2 separate regions of the Mus musculus genome follow, and region 2 is linked to region 1. A link is a contact called in public Hi-C data. All regions are on one chromosome and are shown on one strand. The core of a region is the stretch at or near the end of the contact, and the rest is flanking DNA. Distances in the headings are between cores, read along the strand shown. Region 1 overlaps Cadm1 (cell adhesion molecule 1). Region 2 has its middle 47 kb from the start of Gm40518.

Evidence for each region. Hi-C and Micro-C count contacts between places; a contact is called where the count stands out from the background.
Region 2: a contact with region 1 is called in a Hi-C map of the N1E-115 cell line, with 4 times the contacts expected there. The contact joins two enhancer-like sites. A contact is called at or near these places in 2 of 484 Hi-C or Micro-C datasets (the N1E-115 cell line and nephron progenitors).

The regions. Positions count from the first base shown.
Region 1 is chr9:47,706,600-47,709,456 of GRCm38.p6, reverse strand. The region is part of intron 1 of Cadm1 (cell adhesion molecule 1); the gene reads right to left. Among named protein-coding and RNA genes, the nearest start is that of Gm10677, 110 kb to the left of the region's middle. Within about 2 kb of position 1,451, at least 40 of the 459 cell types and tissues checked have an H3K27ac peak or open chromatin away from gene starts, as enhancers often do. A contact at or near this core is called in the N1E-115 cell line, where this site is marked.
Region 2 is chr9:48,110,313-48,113,169 of GRCm38.p6, reverse strand. No RefSeq gene overlaps it. Among named protein-coding and RNA genes, the nearest start is that of Gm40518, 47 kb to the left of the region's middle. Within about 2 kb of position 1,474, at least 8 of the 459 cell types and tissues checked have an H3K27ac peak or open chromatin away from gene starts, as enhancers often do. A contact at or near this core is called in the N1E-115 cell line, where this site is marked.

The DNA of each region.
Region 1 (2,857 bases), core at 202-2,701:
AAGCTAGAAATACTACAAAGAAGGGCAGGTTACATGACTGTGTCTTTTGTAGTGGACAGATGAGGACACGTGCTCAAGCTGATGTGAGCCACAGTGGGTCTGGGAGGCAGAGTGGTGGAGTGGGGGTCGGGGTGTGGTGCAAGATGACACAAAAAACCCAGCAGGGTGCAGGCAGAGAGTTCAAGAACAGGTCTGGGTTAGGGGTGCTGGTGGGGAAGGGAGAGCTGAGCTCATTCACTCGCAGGCAGAAACCTACCTTCTTAACTCCTTTCAAGCCAAATCCCTCCAGCGTGGAACAATGGAGAGCTTAATTCAGTGATACAGTTATGAAAGGCTGATGAATGAAAATAATTGATCCTCATTATCTCTTCAGCACCTTTAATGCACCAGCAACAGCGATCACCTGTCTTTCCCCCTGAAGTCTCTGAACTGGATCATGCATCTTGAACTTCCTTGACTGTAGTTCCCCCCACCCCTTTGTTAAACTCAACATTTCTTTCCAAAGAAAACAAATAGAAACAAACAAGAAAATAATGGATTGGCTGCCACTCTGTCCACAAAAAAAAAAAAAAAAAAAAAAAACAAAGGAAACTCAAAAGTGAAGTCTGCAGCCCTTGTAGGCTGTCCCCTCCAACGCCCATCTGTAACTGCTCTCTCTTGCTGGAGTGTCCAAGGAAAAGGCTCAGGGCAGCAGAAACAGAGACCTTACCAAGCAATTACCGGTGAGGAATCTTCTGCCAAAACAGTTAGTACAGACGTAACCTTTCTTCCCATAGAGCTTAGCATCATCCCGTGGCCAAAGAGAGGCTTGATAAATACTACATGCTGAACAAGTGATCAACTTGATAGGGGGGGAAAAAAACCCTAAATATGAGGAATGACCACGGGGAGAAGTCCAGTGCTTCCATGAGAAGCTGAGGTTACCGCGCTTCCTGCCTCCTGTAGGTGGCGCCAAACTCCTTGAAGAAAGGGACAGGCAGAGTGAAAGGCTGCTGCTGTGTCTACACAGACTGGAGAACCCTCTTCTGAGTTGGCAGTCTCTCTTCCAAGGCTGCTCTTCTTCACTGCGCTGGCAAGCCCTGGATCAAAGAAATGGCTCACCTGCACTGCGTTAATTACGAGCTGCCCTTTCCCTGAGTGCCCAGCCTCGCATTACGGGATGACCAGCTCCGCAGCAGAGCTCCACAGTGTTGGGCAAATGGAAGGTTAGTTACAGGGGCTATTAAAAGGATTGGCAAAGGTAAAAGCGCATTTTAAAGCCATTAGGATCCCTTGCATTAAGTCTTAGTAAAGAAATGCCACGAGGCTACTATTGAAAGCCACCAGCCAGAAACTGGGATCCACAGGTAATCAGCAGTAAGTTGGGCTACCGTGGCAGAGGGCTCTCATGCTTCTGAACGGTCCTGATCTGTTAGGCCTTGGTCAACACGCAAGAGTGCCAGTGAGGCCTCCAGGAACACCACCCAGATGTGCACTTCCTGGAGAGTAGCCAGAGCTGGGACTTTGGCCCTCACCATCATGAAGCAGTGGGAAGTTCCGTGGGGGGTGTAGTGGGGAGAACTGAAGAGGCTTGGTCAAGCAAGAATAAAAGAGGCTATGGGCAGGGTGTGTCTCTGAGGACTACACAGCCAAGCAGGAACTGGATATTTCAACCCAGGTTTTCACTTGCATTCTCTAGGTCCGATTTTTATAACAAATAAACATTTTCTGCCAAGATCCTAAAATTTTTTTTAACAACAGCCGCCAAAACCGACTTCTATTCTGCACAATTATATAAGACCGAGCAGAGCACTGCTCTCATTTTTGAAGCTTTGTTTTAAGCTCGCTCATTAATCTTTCAGTCTTTTCCCATCTCTGCTTGACTATAACTGCCCTGAATTTATCCAAGCCTGCAGTATGCCAGGCTCACTGGTGTCTAAATCACCGAGAGCTGAATACACATTCTACTCAGGGGACTCAACATTTCCATCAGAAAGAACCAATCACAGCTTAGGAGAGGTAAACCTCTTTTTAATTGTATTCTATAATACTAACAGGCATTCATTACACATGGACCTTAAAACAAGATTTGCTCTTGGCTGCTCATAATTGTATTTCTACAGCAGTTTAAACCGTTGGCACCTGCAATTGCTAGCAGGCCTAAGCTACGAATTTCTATTATCCCAGTTTCAAGGGTTACATTTAAAATAAAACTCGGAGGGGCCAAACATTACATACACACATATTTACACAAATTAAATACTATGCACAAGTCAATACCTTCTGCACACAAAACTACATTAAGCTCAATTAGCCCTAAGCAAAACCACAGGAAGCAGGTTTCCTGTGAACCCAGGGTGCTCTTCCCTGTACTACAGAATATAAAAGCAGCTACAATATGGAGTTTTGCAGGACTATCAATGAAGGCTTAAAAAAAAATCATTATCAATACTGATTTCCTAATTAGCTTATATAAAATTACCATAAAACAATCCAACTCAAGGAATTTATACACACATAACATCTAACTTCTGGGTATAAATTTAAAAAAAAGTTCTCTTTAAACATGCAGGGGTCAGCATGAGTTTTTCCAGAAAAAAATAATTCTAACTCTGAGCTACAAAGAGTCACCAAACTAAAGTGCAATGTCCTTCTTGTTATGGTTTTCTTCTTGATTATGACCAAAATTAAATTATACAAATATTTCACTAAATATCTTCTCAAACCTTATAAATATTAATATGAACTCAATCTCCTATGTGCCCGGCATTTAAAAATCCATTTAAAAATCTTGGAAACTAATTTAAGATTTCCATCTAGAATACAAATTAGCAAGTCCTCCGCCTGTGTTTCGCTCAGCACCCGTATCTGCACATTT
Region 2 (2,857 bases), core at 225-2,724, 400 kb before region 1:
TGCTGCCTCTTCAGACCTGAAGACTTGACTGAGTTCCATTTTAGTCTCCTCTCCTTGAGTCTTCCACAGGAATACTTCCTCATTGCTTTCCCTTGCATTACTCCTTCTGGCTCTCCACTAGTTTACTGTACCTTGGACTCAGTCATACCTTCCCTCAAGTGAGTAGCTCACATCCAGCTCGCTGCAGAGACAGTAGGTGCCAACCCTCTGCGCAGATGGGCAGTGCTGGACGAGGAACAAGGGAGAAACTAAGATGCTAAAGGCAAGAAAGCACCACTCCTCTGGAAGAAGGCGAGAGCTGGGCATCCACCGGAGCAAGGGATACTTACTTGGCTGTAGGGATGCATAAGGAGCAGATACAATCAGCAGAAGAGAGACAGAATGGAGAAAGCCAGGGAAGGGAGAGGGCCATGAAACAGGACAAGAGGAAAGTAAAAAGTATGGGGAGGTAGAAATGAGTGAGGCAGCAGAAGATCCAGAACCATAAAGAGAAAGTCCGAGAAGAAAGCAAGGAGGAAGACGCCAGGGTGAGCCCTTTGAAGGCTCAGGAAATCCACAGAAAGAAAAGGAAGAAGCAGAGGCAAGTGCCCAAACACTGAGAAGAGAGGGAGGGAGGACGTAGAGGGGGTGGAGGAGGGAGGGAGAGGGAGTTTCAGGACAGCACCTGTAGGGACGGCAGGTGGTCTGATGAAGAAGAAGAAGGAGATGGGAGTGATAGGGGAATTGGAAAAGTAAGGGAGGCATGACATTGAGCAAAAAGAGAGAGAGAAGGGGGTGCAAAGAGAGGAGAAGGAGGATAGAGGGGGGAGGGGGAGACTCAAAGCACGGAGTCAGCTCGGGAAGTGGAGTGGGTCCTGGATGCTGAACTTTGGCCAACATCTGGACCTGTTATCTTGCTCTCCATTTTTCACCATCACTAAGACAAGATGAGAAAGCTCGGCTTTAGCGTTTCTTCATCATAGAATGAGAATGTCCCACTCTGGTCTGTACCAAGGGTAACTCTGAGTTTCTAAGTGAGCCTAATGCAGTTAGAAAAAGTCAGAGAGGGAGGCAGGGCTGGGAAGAGGCACCATTAGGATAGGAGCTAATTGCTTACTGACACCCTGCTGAGCTGGAGGAGACACTTCCTTATATATTACTGTCATTTCTTGGGAAAAGCCTCAATGCCAAGTGTGGCCATCTATTGCCTGGGGGGGGGGTTGGTTCCAGGACTAGGCTGCCAGCTTGAAGAACCTTCATTTCAGCTCCTTTGCCCTCCTCAATGCCTGGTCAGAGATCTGCCTTGCCTGTGACCTCACACAGGCGCTCCCTGCCTGTGCAGACAAATCAACAACTTCAGACTCCCTCTAAGAAGCTGGGGTCAAGCGGGATGACTGGGGAGAGAGGCCAAGGCTCCCAGTCCCCAGTCAGTGCACTCCACAGGAACCCTCACCACAGCCAACAGCTTGCTCTTGGACATGATGGGGGTGGCACACTCGGGAAGAGGGACGGAGTGAGGCCAAGGAGATGGTGGCATGCTCCACTGCACCTCTCCCCAGAATGCAATGTGACACCAGGCATCAGGAGATGGCAGCGAAAGTTCAAGGGAAAAACACACAGTTATTTATGGCTCTGGCATCTGTTGTCAGATCAGAAACAGAGACCTAATCTAAGGCAAATCCAGCAGCCTGTACCAGAGCAGATGGGGAGGTGTGTGCACTGCTCAGTCCTGTTCCACTCTCAATTTATTATTATTCCTCATCTCCAGATTCCCATCTCCGAAGCAGACAGTTTTCCCGGGCCACAATGCCAGCAATCCCGACTGGGTGGACAGGCAGCTGAGAGTTTCTTTCTGCTGATGGGTGGTGGGTACTTATTCTCAGTGTGTGGCTTGGAGCCTTCTGTGCTAGAAGAGAGGTTATGAGAAGATGTACAAAGGAGATGAGAGGTGTGTGTGTGTGTGTGTGTGTGTGTGTGTGTGTGTGTATGTGTATTTTGGTGGGTGCGAGGAGGATAGTCAAAGTAAGCCACAGGCTGAATAGCAACAGGGTTGGCCTAAAGTCAATAGATTAAAGGGTCCATCCGTCTACTGTCCTGGTGTACGATGACCTTGAGCCAGTTTTATCTTTCTGGACGTTCCTGAGATTGTGTTCCTCCTCCTCTTCTTCCTTCTGCCTCCTCTTCTTCTTCTTCTTTTAATGTATTTTTTAAGGTAGGCTTTCTCTGTCTGTATGTTCATCTACATGCCAGAAGAGGGCATCAGATCCCTTTGTATATGGTTGTGAGCCACCACATGGTTGCTGGGAATGGAACTCAGGACCTCTGGAAGAACAACCAGTGCCTTTAACTGATGAGCCATCTCACCAGCCCCATTCATTCTTCAGATCACACACACACACACACACACACACACACACACACACACACACACAGAGAGAGAGAGAGAGAGAGAGAGAGAGAGAGAATGCTAGCTCAGAATAAATGTGCAGAGCATGAACTCTGGACTCAGTAGTTATGGATACAAGTTTTAATTTTTCAAGAACCAGCCTAGTCATCAAAAACACACATCCCCCCAGTGGGTCTCCCTTGTCACAAAGGGATAGGTGAGTTTATTAGATATTTCCCTCCTCTTATGACCCCACAGTTCCACTGGAAGAAGCCCTGAAACATCACAGGCAGCATCATGAAACTAGCTTGGAGAATCAGATGAGGCCACAGTCCACCTGAGGTCAGTCGTGATCTTGACCATGACTGAATGAATAGAGCTGACATCTAACCATGGTTCCTGGGCCATTGAGCGCGCTTTCAGGACTCAAGGAAGCAGACCTGCCACCCCGAGACACTTACCTATGTCACAAAAACCTCTCACAATAGAACT